Regions from separate parts of the Muntiacus reevesi genome. Here region 1 is linked to region 2. The links are chromatin contacts, called in public Hi-C maps. All regions are on one chromosome and are shown on one strand. The core of a region is the stretch at or near the end of the contact, and the rest is flanking DNA. Distances in the headings are between cores, read along the strand shown. Region 1 holds the start of C6H7orf25 (chromosome 6 C7orf25 homolog). Region 2 holds the start of NUDCD3 (NudC domain containing 3).

Evidence for each region. Hi-C and Micro-C count contacts between places; a contact is called where the count stands out from the background.
Region 1: a contact with region 2 is called in a Hi-C map of blood, with 3 times the contacts expected there. The contact joins the promoter of C6H7orf25 here to the promoter of NUDCD3 in region 2. A contact is called at or near these places in 2 of 3 Hi-C or Micro-C datasets (blood and muscle).

The regions. Positions count from the first base shown.
Region 1 is chr6:74,125,304-74,132,266 of mMunRee1.1, reverse strand. It overlaps C6H7orf25 (chromosome 6 C7orf25 homolog), which reads right to left and starts at 2,267. Exons shown (of 2, transcript XM_065939703.1): 1 at 1,981-2,267; 2 at 1-1,035. The coding sequence starts at 1,014.
Region 2 is chr6:72,952,726-72,959,096 of mMunRee1.1, reverse strand. It overlaps NUDCD3 (NudC domain containing 3), which reads right to left and starts at 3,545. Exons shown (of 6, transcript XM_065938636.1): 1 at 3,088-3,545. The coding sequence starts at 3,279.

The DNA of each region.
Region 1 (6,963 bases), core at 1,018-3,517, 1.2 Mb before region 2:
TGGGACCACATTAATTCGCTTAATCAGCATCGCAGCTCGCTCTCTCTCCCCGGGTCCTCCTAAGGTATCTAGAATAGACTGAAAATCCTTGACAGCAGATTCGCAAGCAAACAACTCCTTGTCCTTCATAAATGCCTCCAGCTGCGGCAGAACCTGCTCTTTCCTCTCCTGCTCTGCCTGTTCCGTGAGCACTTTTTCTTTGAAGATAAAGTGGCAGCCTCCATAGCTGAGGGCAGATACGTAGGTAATCAAAGTAGTAATGTCCAGGTTGACTCTTTTGCACACGTCCACCTTGATTTCTGTAGGAAACGCGACACTTGCTAGGATGTTTTCTCGGTCTACCCGGGTCACCTGCAAAAGCTCAGGGCCCTCATCATCCGATTCACTCTCACTGGGCTGGAGCTCTTCAGGCTGATCTAACAGAGAGTTCACTGCTACTATGTCCCCCCTCACTGATATGCCCATTTCTTTCAGCTTCTCAGCCATGGGGCTGGAGACGCTATTGTAAAATGCAAAGATGATGTGAGGGTTGCTATACTGCACGGGCTGCTGGTGACTGGCCTGGAGGAAGTCTTCAGCCTGCTCAATAATGCTTTTGTCACCATACTGGCCCCTGCCCAGCCAAATGTTATGCAGAGCTTCAGCCTTGCGGCCAATGGCTTTCACCCAAGTATGACCACCATTTGCAACAACATCCACCACAAGGGTCTGCTTTTCTCCAAAGGCGTCTGTGTAACCGAAGACATGGAGAACACTGACCACTTCCTCCAGGTTTTCTGCTGACTCCACGATGGCTCTGAGGTGTGTCAGGTTAGTGCTCTGCAAGTGGGACTCCTTCATAGCTACTTTTCCAGCTTCTACTTTCTGTAAGAATTTTAATTCCGCCTTCAACTTGCTGCACAGCTTGGCACCACCTTCGATGCCCCCTTTTCTTGATCTGGAAAGTGATTCTGCTCTCTTGATCAGTTCCTTGGCTATGGTGATGCGTTCACAGAGCATGGAGTGTGCGGACATGCTGACAGCATTATTCCTTTCCTATGAAAACAAAACAAACCAACCACAAGCAATTTTTCACTCAGGATTGTAAGATTTCAATCGGACAACTAAGATTATGGGGGCCCCGAGACTATGAACCTGGGATTCTGGGTGTCTGGAGTGACTTCCTCTTCTGAAGGCTAGGGAAAGGATGACAGCTATACTTCCCAACTCCTTACCTACGCTTGGTTTTCAAGACTCTTTACAGTTTCATTTTTTCAGCTTGAAAGTCATGGGATCCACAATATAACCCAGGTAAGGATAAAATGCAGCAGGCTGGCAACCTGCCACATAAGAAATTTCCTTATAAGCAGCCTTACTATTTGGCTGTCAAGAAATTTTAGAAAGCTCGGAATGTCAAAGTAAAATGGTTAAAGTATCCGCGTAGACTAGCTGGTGAAAAAATTGTCCAAAAAAAAAATAAATTTTCCAAGACAGGAGATTCTCTCCTAAATTGAGCACTCTAAGCTTTTCATACTTGTCTCTCCTTCAACCTCCTGCCTCGTGATTCCCAGGGGCATATGGTACACGCGCCGAGGAATCAAGACTGCCTGTTCGTGCCTGTGACGTCAACCCAGCCTATTTCTAAAGAACTAAGGAGCCCACCGACTTGTCTCCAGCTCCCACTCCAAAAGTAAAGCCTGAAAATAAACTCCACGGAGCAGCCCGCGGCGGCCCGAGCGAGCGGGCCTGAGATCAGTGGGGCCTTCCTGGCCTTCCTGGGCATTCGGCCCTGTCGGGTCCACCTGCAACGCTGGCCCCGCTGGGCAGTCTGGGGCTCCAAAAGCACCCGCGACCAGGGCGGGGTCTGTGGCGCGGGCGGAGGGGGCTCGGCGGCCCGACGCCCACTACCCTTCCCGCGGGGCCGGGCCAGTTAAGTCCCCTCCCAGGCTCAGAAGGGGCGCCCCGTTCCCTCTCCCCTTGGCCCCTTCCCCGGTTCCTCACCGGCAGCGCCCAGAACTACGAGCGCGAACAGGGGGCCACGTGCGCGCGAGGTCGGGACCCGCCGGGAAACCCCACCGGGCAACCTCACCGGGCAGTCCCCACCCAACTCAGGCCTCCGCTGCTGCTCCGCCTGCGCAAGCCCTACCGCCTCGGGCGCCTAACGCGTCACGTGGCCCCGCGCCGGGTGACGCCGAGTCCGCGATTCCCAGGCGGCAGCGCGGCCTCGAGAGCGGGGCTGACGCTAGCATGGCGGCCATGTTTGTTGATGGCACCGACTTTTCCTAACTGCCAGCGTGGAGCGAACCTAGGGACGCGCGGCTTCCTGGCTCCAGGAAAGGGGCAGGGGTAGAACTTTCAGGACCGCGCATCTCCCACTGGCCGCCGACCGCTCGATCCCCAGGGTGCCTGGTCGACTGAACCCGCACCCTAGCATTTGATCTAATAGTTAAGGCTTTGCCTGGGGCGGGAGTCGGTGCGTTTTGGTGGGGAAAACCTCCCGATAGCGCCCAGCTCCCCTCCTCGGGCCAAGCACATCGCTTTGCCATCAAGCTCAAACCCCTAGAGTGCCAAACGACGGTTGTAGAAAATGCTTGGCTCATTTTCACAGAAAACTGGCTGGAGAGGCTTGTCAGAGGTTACGCAGCTGCTAAGTACTGGAGCTGAGAGTTATGACTCGCCACTGCATCATCACGGGCTCTGAATACCATAGTGTCATACACAGATCCTCTGCCTTTCTAAAGAAGACAAATCGTCAGTGGTTTCTGAAGGGCTGAGAAATTGACATTAACCCTGCTAGTGTTCAGAGTCACCCATAAAGTAGAAAGAGGTCGCTCAGCTGTATCCGACTCTTTGCGACCCCATGGACTGTAGCCTACCAGGCTCTCCGTCCATGGGATTTTCCAGGCAAGAGTACTGGAGTGAGTTGCCATTTCCTTCTCCAGAGTATCTTCCCAACCCAGGGATCGAACCTAGTTCTCCAGCATTATAGGCAAGACGCTTTACCGTCTGAGCCACCAGGGAAGTCTTAAAGCCTCATTCTAAAAATTAAAGAGAACTTGACGTTAAATTTTATCCTATGCCTGCCTGCTCCTTTAAAGGAATGAAAAAGAAACAAACCTACAAAGCTAAAAAAAAGAAAGAAAGAAAAAGAAGACTGCACAAGAGACATGTCAATACTTTTTTGGAAGACCAAGAGCAGTGAAACTTACTCAATGCTTAACATATGGCCAGCATTGTTCTGAGTGCATTTCACATATTAATTTATTCAACCCCTTTGGCCTAAAAGATACACTTTAGAGTTAAATCTGCATGAGAGTGGTTATTTGAACAAGGAAGCCTCTCCGTGGATGGAGTAGTTAGCAGAGACAAAACTGCATCAAGTGATTGACAAAGCAGAACTCCCAAAAGGTTCTGGATGCCAGGGGAGTAGTTGAGGCAGGACTAGAAATGGGCATTGCTTATGTTGTATATCCAACAGACACATAAGTCCTCTCTCCAGTCCTGTGAAGCTGGGACTGTTACCCATCCTTCCCCAGGCAGAAGTGTAGCATTTAAGATGTTGAAGATAGGGGATTAGAAAGGTTCCTGACACATTATGAAGAATGCAAGTTACTATCCTGAATAGTAAAATGCTGTTGGCCCCTTTTCTGCCCCTCACAAAACAAAGGCACTCCTGTCTCACTCCCCTCATCACCCTCTCCCCTAAACCCTGCTTTTCTCTGGAGTCACAGAGCACATGAAAGACCAGAGAAATGATTTATAGGTGATATTTGGCATCCCCCAGTTGATGGCTCAGACAGTAAAGAATCCACCTGCAAAGCAGGAGACCTTGGTTTGATTCCTGGGTTGGGAAGATGCCCTGGAGGGATGGCAACCCACACTATTCTCGCCTGAAGAACCCCATGGACAGAGTGGTGAGTGACGGTGGCAATGAGTCAGACATGATTGAGCAACTAATCACAGCACAGTAAGCAGGTTTGGGACTCACAAACAGCACTTTCAAACATTTTTGTTTAGAATCTAAAGGAAACAGAAAGCAGAACAAATGTTTTGTTTTTAAATATCTTTAAACTAACATCCTCAGGTGGCTCAGATGGTAAAGAATCTGCCTGCAATTCCGGAGACCTGGGTTTGATCCCTGGGGTGGGAAGATCCCCTGGAGAAGGGAATGGCTATCTACTCCAGTATTCTTGCCTGGAGAATTCCATGGACAGAAGAGCCTGGCAGGCTACAGTCCAGGGGGTGCAAAGAGTGGCACATGACTGAAGTGACTAACACTTTCACTCAGATAAAAGGTATTTTAACCATGAATCAAGAGAATTTTTTCCTAAAGGGGAGATAATGGAGTATAGTAGAGTTCTTCAAAATTAAAAATGCTATCCCAAATCTTAAAAACATCAATAGAAAAGCAGGAAGTGTCTACTAAATGTAGAAAAGTCTACTAAAAAGTAGAATTTTAAAAACAGGTGAAAAATACAGTGAAAACAAAAGGGTCCAGTATTCAATTAATAAGAGACTCAATGTGAAGACAATTCTTTCTAGTCTAAAATTTTTAAACCCAGGCAATCAAGAAAAGGGGAAGAGGATGAGATGGTTGGATGGCGTCTCCAACTCGATGGACGAGTTTGAGCAAGCTTCGGGAGTGGGTGATGGACAGGGAAGCCTGGTATGCTGCAGTCCATGGGGTCGCAGAGTTGGACACAACTGAGCGACTGAAGTGAAGCAAGAAACAGAATAGTTTCAACATGCAACTAGCTTAGAATAGAGCAGGAAGAGAGGGTTCTTCCTTGGAATGGTGTGAAAGGCAGGCTGAGAACTGTTAAGATTACCTGATATCTGACCAAGAGGAAAACAGACTGAAGAGGGTTTTACAATCCTGTTGGGAGGGAACTGGTAAGAATTAGTGAGCCACAGAAAAAAACAAAGCAAAAGTGAGGAAAAGCAATCACAGTATACTTGCTTGCTAAATCACTTCAGGCGTTTCCAACCCTTTGCGACCCCATGTACAATAGCATGCCAGGCTCCTATCCTTGAGATTCTCCAGGCAAGAATACTTATGTGGATTGCCATGCCCTCCTCCAGGGGAGCTCCCAACCCACGGATCGAATTCATGTCTCCTTTGTCTCCTGTGTTGGCAGGCAGGTTCTTTACCACTAGAGCCATCTGGGAAGCCCTCACAGTATACTTACATACCAATTAAAAAAAACCTTTTAAGCTCAACATTGTGATCTAATTAAAGCAGAGAGGAACTGAGGGAGGTATAAGAGTTCAAAATTCTCATATTGCAGAAGAAAATGTTTATATGGTAGTTAACATTTGGAGTCCAAAAACGACCATATAAGCCTACTGTTTTGAATACAGGAGTACTTGATAAGAGTACTTAGAAAGTGAAAAGTGATGAATGGATCAGGGACAAGGCCTTTGATCAGTGTTAGTTGTCCAACTTTAAGTTCATGCTTAGGAAGCTATCATTTGGTAGCCAACTATTGCTGGTTTTATAAGGTTCTTTGGAGCAGAGTCAGGGGAGGAGTATGAATTGAAGGATCTGTGAGAAGTAATACGACATTAACACAGGACCACTGAACTGGTTTCAGGAAATTAGGATTCTAAACCAAAGGACTTACTAACTCTTACATGTTCTCAAGCAGTCCACTGAATATTAGTTTAAGTTTCTTTACAACAGGGGCTCAGAGCTTGCCTACATTTGCAATAAAGACTAAGAGCAGGCATTTTCAGCCATGAACGTAATTGAGCAATAGATGAAAAATCCTCTGATCATATTTATCAGCTAATCAGTGCCCAATAAATTAGCACCTGATAATTATAAAGATCCGTATTACTTTTCTTCCTGATCCCCCTTTCCTTTTGAACGCCCTCCTACCCCCACACGTGCATTTTAAATATGTCCACATTTCACTGCTAATAGTTTTGCAAAAACTTGAATTCACAGTTTTGCAAAAACTTGAATTCACAGTTCAGTGAGAAACTAGAAAACAAAACAAGTGGAGGCAAATGTTTTAAGAGAAGATACAAAAAAAAAAAGAACCGAAAATGGAGAATGTACATGAGGAGCATTATGATACTTAAAATGATTTTAAAAGCTAGAATCCACAGGTTAGAAGACTGAAGAATTTGGGAACGTGTAGGGATGCATGCAGTGGGTTGCTAGACCAAAAACTTGAGTTTCCCAAGAACTGAGACAAAGGGAACAACTTAAGATCAGTGAAGAGAGCAAACTGAGAACCAACGGGGACGTGCTCATGGAGAAGCTCCAGCTGAACTGTGCTTTGCATTTAATGGGGCAAGAGGCAGAGATGAGACTCTGGACACAGATGTGCTTCAGCTCATTTTTCCTCCCTTTATTCCATAGGATTTATTCTGTTAGCACTCCATAAGAACCTCCATGTGCTTTCTGTCCTAAATAAAAATGCCTTTACTCTTCCCTTTGAAGAATTTTGGCATTCCTCTGATTTCTTAATGTTGGACATTGGCGAGCCTAAGCAAATTCAAAGGAGCTGAAACTAGCTGAAACTTAACCATTAACCCTGCCAGGCCTTTCACTTGCAGAATCAAGGTTGGTCCTGAGAAAACCCTATGAAATAATTACCGTGTGCAGTCACTCGGCCAGTGAAGGGGGAGAGGTAAGACCTAACTCCAAAACCATTCCTTTCGACCACTAAGTTCTCTTTTTAGCATGCTGGGTTCATAATGTACCAAGAGCCAACAAGGGGAGACTAATGTTAAATGAGGTCTTCAAGACAAATGTCTAGAAACAGGTGAAGTTGGCATCTCCCATCTCTCATCATAACACTTCTGCCACTATAGGAGGTTACAGTGACAGTAGGGAGAACTGGGAATCCTAACAAAAATACTCCAAGATAAGTCTCTTTCCTAAAAAGCCTAAACTTAACCAAATCTTCTGAGATCTTTTGAGCCACATTTAAGTCACAGAAGTCCCCATCTCTTTGTTGGTAAGACATTCAT
Region 2 (6,371 bases), core at 2,296-4,795:
ATGAACAAAATGTCAGTCTAAATTACTGTTTGCTTAAAATATACTAATAAATAAGGGAGTGGAATACAATTTCCACATGCACCTTTCCTGCTGAAGGTCCTTCAAACTGTACAGCCAGGCTGTGCAAGCCCTTAGAACTGGGAGGAAAAGCTGAAGAAGGTTTAAACCACACAAACATCCCATACCTCAAAATATCAGGGGAAAACAGGTGTTCCAGAATGAAGCACTACAATACTCCCATCCAAACTCTCTCTGCCTGAGTTCTGAAGAGACCCCCAAGCACCCCACTGCCCAATGCCTCTGTGAATAAAAGAACAGCTCCCCAGGATTTACCCTACTACTCAACAGCTCCCCAGGATTTATCTACTCAACTGCCTAGTCAAGGCTATGGTTTCTCCAGTGGTCATGTAAGGATGTGAGAGTTGGACTATAAAGAAAGCTGAGCGCCAAAGAATTGATGCTTTTGAACTAGGGTGTTAGAGAAGACTCTTGAGAGTCCCTTGGACTGCAAGGAGATCCAACCAGTTCATCCTAGAGGAGATCAGTCCTGGGTGTTCACTGGAAGGACTGATGTTGAAGCTGAAACTCCAATACTTTGGCCACCTGATGCAAAGAGCTGACTCATTTGAGAAGACCCTGATGCTGGGAAAGATTGAGGGTAGGAGGAGAAGGGGATGACAGAGGATGAGATGATTGTGGCATCACCAACTTAATGGACTTGGTTTTGGGTGGACTCCAGGAGTTGGTGATGGACAGGGAGGCCTGGCGTGCTGCAGTTCATGGGGTCACAAAGAGTCAGACACGACTGAGTGACTGAACTGAACTGAACTCAACCAAAATAACCAGGGGATATCTGCTCTTTTAAAGTTCCTTGAGCAATGCTGATGACTGAGAACCACTTTCAGAAAACACTACACTCCTCTTAACTACCTGCCAGAAATTGTCCCTCTTGGTTTCCATGGAATTTACTGCCCTGCCCACTTCCCTCCATCCCCCTCCCACTCCCACAGCCTCTTGCTTCTCCAATTCCTTCTCTGGGGTTCTTACCTCCAAAGGCACCTTCTCTCTGCCCTGCCCACTTCCCTCCATCCCCCTCCCACTCCCACAGCCTCTAGCTTCTCCAATTCCTTCTCTGGGGTTCTTACCTCCAAAGGCACCTTCTCTCTGCCCTGCTCCTCCACCTTCAGCTCCTCTCCTTTAAACCACTCAGATTCTTCTACCTCCCGTGAGCTTCAGTCCCACAATTCAACAGCCTATGGACAGAGACTTCTGTCTGCAATCTCCAATTCAACTTGTCTAAAACTAAGCTTCTTCCCCTAAATTCAGGTGACAGTTCAGTGAATGCATTACCATTATTACTGTGCCCTGGTCTGAAATCTTGGGTCACCTCTGGCCCATCCCACCCCTCTCTTTGCCTTGTTCCCCACCTCCACTTTACTAAACTGTTCACCAAGTGTTAACCTTTGAGAGTGTCTAAAACATAGTAGGTGTCTTACATACTGTTACCCTTACATACTGTTACCAGATTCATTACCTCTGTCAGTTCACCTGTAAAACAAGGAGAAAGATCAACCTTTTCGGTTGTTAGGAACAAATGACAACCTCGATAAAAAATTACATAACAATTAGTACATACTAGGTGCTCAGTAAATGTTCCTTTCTTTTTTCTGCAAAAGATCACCCTAGATGAAAGTGTTGCCACTCTACAATGGACTGGTTAAATAATAGAACAGAAAAATATGGAATCGGAAAAATGAAGTTTTGAGCTATAGCTCTATGATGAGTTTGGTCAAATCAAACCACCTGATCTGCTGAACTGGCACCCTCATCTGCCACATAAAATTCAACCTTATCTATTTCACAAGCTTCCGTGAAATTATTAATTTGCCAAAGGATTTGCTAAAAACCATCTCTGACACACAGCTCTCTGATCACTTGGATGGTACTTAACCACTACAAGGATGAGCAACAGCCTTAAGTTTTCAACTGAATACCAACCTCACTCCTCATTTGACCATATTATCTCCGGTAGTTATTCAAACATTTTAAGCTTTTGTTTCTTCATGCAGGCACTAAGGAAAGTAATATCGGACCAACCTGAAGCTAGTAGCAAGACTTCACGAGATGAACCTTTTGAAATCACTTCATAAACTGTACAGTGCTAGACGACAGTGAGAGGTATCACTAGAATTTCTACCTTCTCAGGTTCCTGGCTCAATGCTTGACTAAGTAGGCTCTTTCGATCCCATCAAAATTCCACCTCCTCTACAAAACTTGTCTTCATTTCCAAAAGATCATTTCTATTCCTTTCCTTCCAATGGTTCTGTCAGATAACAGGCAAAGGTCCCTGTTACTGTATTTCATCTCTTTAAATATAGCGTAAGTGTCCCAAGCAGAGAAACCATTATTTAACCATCCGCATAACCAGTGTATCTCCAATGCCTGCGGTGGCTGAATGTGTGAACTCTTGCTTATTACATTTCAAATACCCCGTCAAGTTCAGTGAATGATAGCCTCCAACATAAGCTTAACCTGGGATGCACAGTTATACGCTCATATGTAAACTTATTAAGTAGTATTATACTATGACTGTCTTTGACGTGAAAAGTCACATTTCAAATAAAAGAACCACACCCATCACACAGCCTCCCCCTCGTCCAGCAGTCGTAGTTCTGGGGTGTGCAGGTGTCCGTGCTACAGCCGCCCATTCCCCAGCCTAGCCTGCATTGTTTTCATTCACTGACTGGCCGGCCCTGTCACTCGAAGAGTTACGCGCTGCTGGAGGTGACCGGGGTCCTGAGCTTCTAGTATCCAAATGCACCCTATCGGACCAGGCTGCTCTAGAGCCGGCACCTCTCACAGGAGTAAACTGATACCAGACCAGCATCTCCGCAGAAGCCGCGGCCGCAGGAGGCGGGTCCGGGGAAGCGCCAGAGCATGAACTGAGGTCGGCAGCGAAAGAAGCGGTGGGCTCGCAGGAGCCTGAGCTCCCAGAGGGTCGGGGACTACCGGAGCGGGCTTGCGGGGGTCGGGGCTCCCACGATCTTCCCCCACCTCACCCCAAGCTTCCCGCCCGCCGCGCGTTACCTGCAGCACCAGCGCCTGCGCGGCCCCCGGGGGAAAGCCCATGCGGTCCGACGGGTGGCGCAGCAGGCGGTAGAAGTCCGTTTTGCGGTAGAGGAAGCCGAAGAGCACACGCAGAAAGTCCTGAACGTTGCCCACGTGCTGCAAGATGCCCAGCAGGGCCTGATCGTACAGCTCGGCCGCCCCAGGCTCCATGGCGTCGCCGGCCGGAGGAAAGCTCACTCACTGCGGGCGCGGCCCGGACGCCGGCCTAAGGCCACTTCCGGTGCTCTGCAGTAACGGCCCGGCCGCTGGCGCGCCCGGGAAACTTCCGGTCCGCGTTTGTTCGCCCCCGCGGTGGAGCTGGGCTGGACTGCGCCGGAGCCGACTGGACCCGGGCACCTCCCCTACTGCCCCCGGGCTTCTGGGGCGGTCTCGCAGAGGAGCAGAAGTGGGCCCCCGAAGAGCAAAAGGGCCCGGGGCTGCGGCATTGAGGGCGCCTAGTGGCCATGTTGGAAACTGGCGGAAGAGTTGTAGCGCCGACAACAACTGTTACGTGAGCCATGCTGTTGTCACGTGGTTTGTGGGCTGTGTTCCAGACTGGACGTCCTGAAACAAGGCGGGACAGCGAGAACCTTTTGCTTGCGAGTCCAAAGAGGAAAATGCGACCTTTTTGTTGGTGTGTTTCCCGTTACTAACGTAGTCGTGGGTGAAATGCAAGGTGATATGCATAAATAAAAGAAGACAAGATTGTCAAGTGAGTGCATGTACCAGGATTAAATGGAAAGAGCTAGATGCAGAAAAGAGAATCCGGTGTGCCGTGCTGTAAAATATACATATACGTATATATATGTGTGTATAGTATATACATGTGTACGCCTCGTATATATATACACAGACAGAATGTGTACGTGTTCTAAAGGTCTGTCAAAGCATAATCTGAAACTCAAAACATAAACACTTACTCAAATATATAATGAACACGTCAGAGATTTACACATTTTAATTAACAGTAGCCAATGATATGATAAAGCTAGTTTGGAGAAGCTTTTCGAGAAAGTGGGTATTTATAACTCTTTCAGAAAACAGAGTAAGATGTCTAGATTGGATACAAAGCTGGCTGGTATCCTATAAAATGATGTAGATTGTCTTTCCTAGTGGATAGAAATGATTTGCATAGCTACTGGCCTGAAACCTACAAGTTAACATGTATTTTAATAGTGTATGAACTCTAATGGATTGTGAACAAAGTCAAACTCAGATAAACTGCTGTAGAGCAGCGTTCTGAAACTTTTTGGACTTAGGACTTATTTACAGGTGATTCCCTGAGGGCCCAGTGGTTAGGACTCTGCACTCTCACATCAGAGTGCCCAAGTTCAATCCCTGGTCCAGGAACTAAGATCCCACAAGTGTGGCCATGGCCAAAAGGAGAAAAAAAAAAAAAAAAAGACCCATTTTCATTGTTAAAAATATATCAAAGACTCTTTGGAGTCTTCCATAAATTTTATGTGTATTATGTTTATTGATAGTTACCATATTGGACATAAAAACAGAAAATGTTTAAATATTTATTTATGTATTTTAATAACCATAAAAACATGTTAACATATTTTTGTAAAGAAATAATATTCTTCAGAGCAGTAAAAGTTTATGAGAAAAAAAAAGTTTATGAGAAACAAAGCATCCTTTTAAACTTTTGCAAATCTCTTTACTATCTAGCTTAATTGAATTGAAGACAGCCAGATTCTCACATCTGCTGCGTTCACTGTATTGCAGTATGGTGTTTTGACTGAAGTATGAGAAACCCAGTCTTATACAAATAGCAGTTTAATTGCCTTTTCAAGTAAATGTGAGTATTATTCTTGGAAACTACACCAACATTCAACAAATTGTACTTTCTTAAAGATTAGTTGCACTGTGAAATCTGAAATTGTATCAATAAATGTCTCCTACTTTGTCACATTAATATATGTTGGTCTGTCCTAATACTTTGAGTGAATCTTTGCTCACAATCTATTCTCTGTATACACAGAGCAAGGAGAGATGGAAGAAAGAGGCAGACCACTTCAGACTGGTAGGTAGGAGGTTTAATAAGCAAGGAAAGTTATAAGACTTGTCCTGGGCAGCCCCAAGACCAGTATATTTTCATGTCCACTTTGCCAGAATCGTAAACATTTATACAGACACCTTAACTGGGTTCAATCACGTACACTGTCCAGATGGGCTCAGAAACATCTTCCCCTCTCAAGGTATTGAGAGGAAGATGTTGTTGAAAACAACTCTTGCTGTGGGAATGGTAGGCAGAGCATACGTTACAAGCACAGAGGAAAGGGTGAGGAGTCTCCCATTGCCTGGGTCTAGCTAGAGGGTCAACCAGGGATCATGTTCTGAATACCCCCAATAAACTTTTACACATGTGATTTTGTAAAATCAGAATGGAATAAAGAATGTGATGCAAGAGTCTAACTATATTTAAAATGTATAAGGGCTTCCCTGGTGGTCCAGGGGTCAAGAATCCTGCCAATGCAGGAGAAACGAGTTCAATGCCTGGTCTGGGAATATTGCACATGCTGCAGAACAAATAAACCTGTACCCCACAACTACTGAACCCATGCACTTAGAGTCTGTGCTCTACAACAACAGAAGCCGCTGCAATGAGAAACCCATGCATCACAACTAAAGAGTAGCCCCAGATCTCTGCAACTAGAGAAAGCCTGAAGGCGGCAACAAAAACCTAGCTCAGCCAAAAATAAATAAATAAATATTTTTTAAATGTATAAAGCAGCTTCTCTGAAAGGGATACTGACCCCATCTGAAAGATGCTAACCCACGTAACTCTGGAAAGGAATGGTGTCTGTAAGACTAAAGGCAAAAGGAATTGCACGTAAACACTAAATTCTAAAGTTGTTGTCCACAGGACTGTAGGTTATCATTTCTGAGACTCCTCCATATGCGTAAAGGTAATCAACAACTAAGTAAATGGTGAGGGTGGTGGAGCCCGGCTTCTCTTTAGTGGCATGAGAGGCTCCAGAGAAGCAAGAAAGGAGTCTAGAATGATTCATGTGGTTATGGGTTAGAACTGGAGGCATCAGCATAAACTCCTTTTTAGTGTAGATACAGATTGCTTTTCATAGAAATATTCCTAGAAATGTGTACATATACAGGTCAGTATTCACATATGTATGCCCTTGCTCTCTCAGCTGAGAGGATCAGAAGCAACAAAGCCCCAGCAGCAACACACACTGAACACCCAGATCCTGATTTCTAAACTTATCTCCAGATGAAGGGCTGGAACTCCTGAGAGAAAT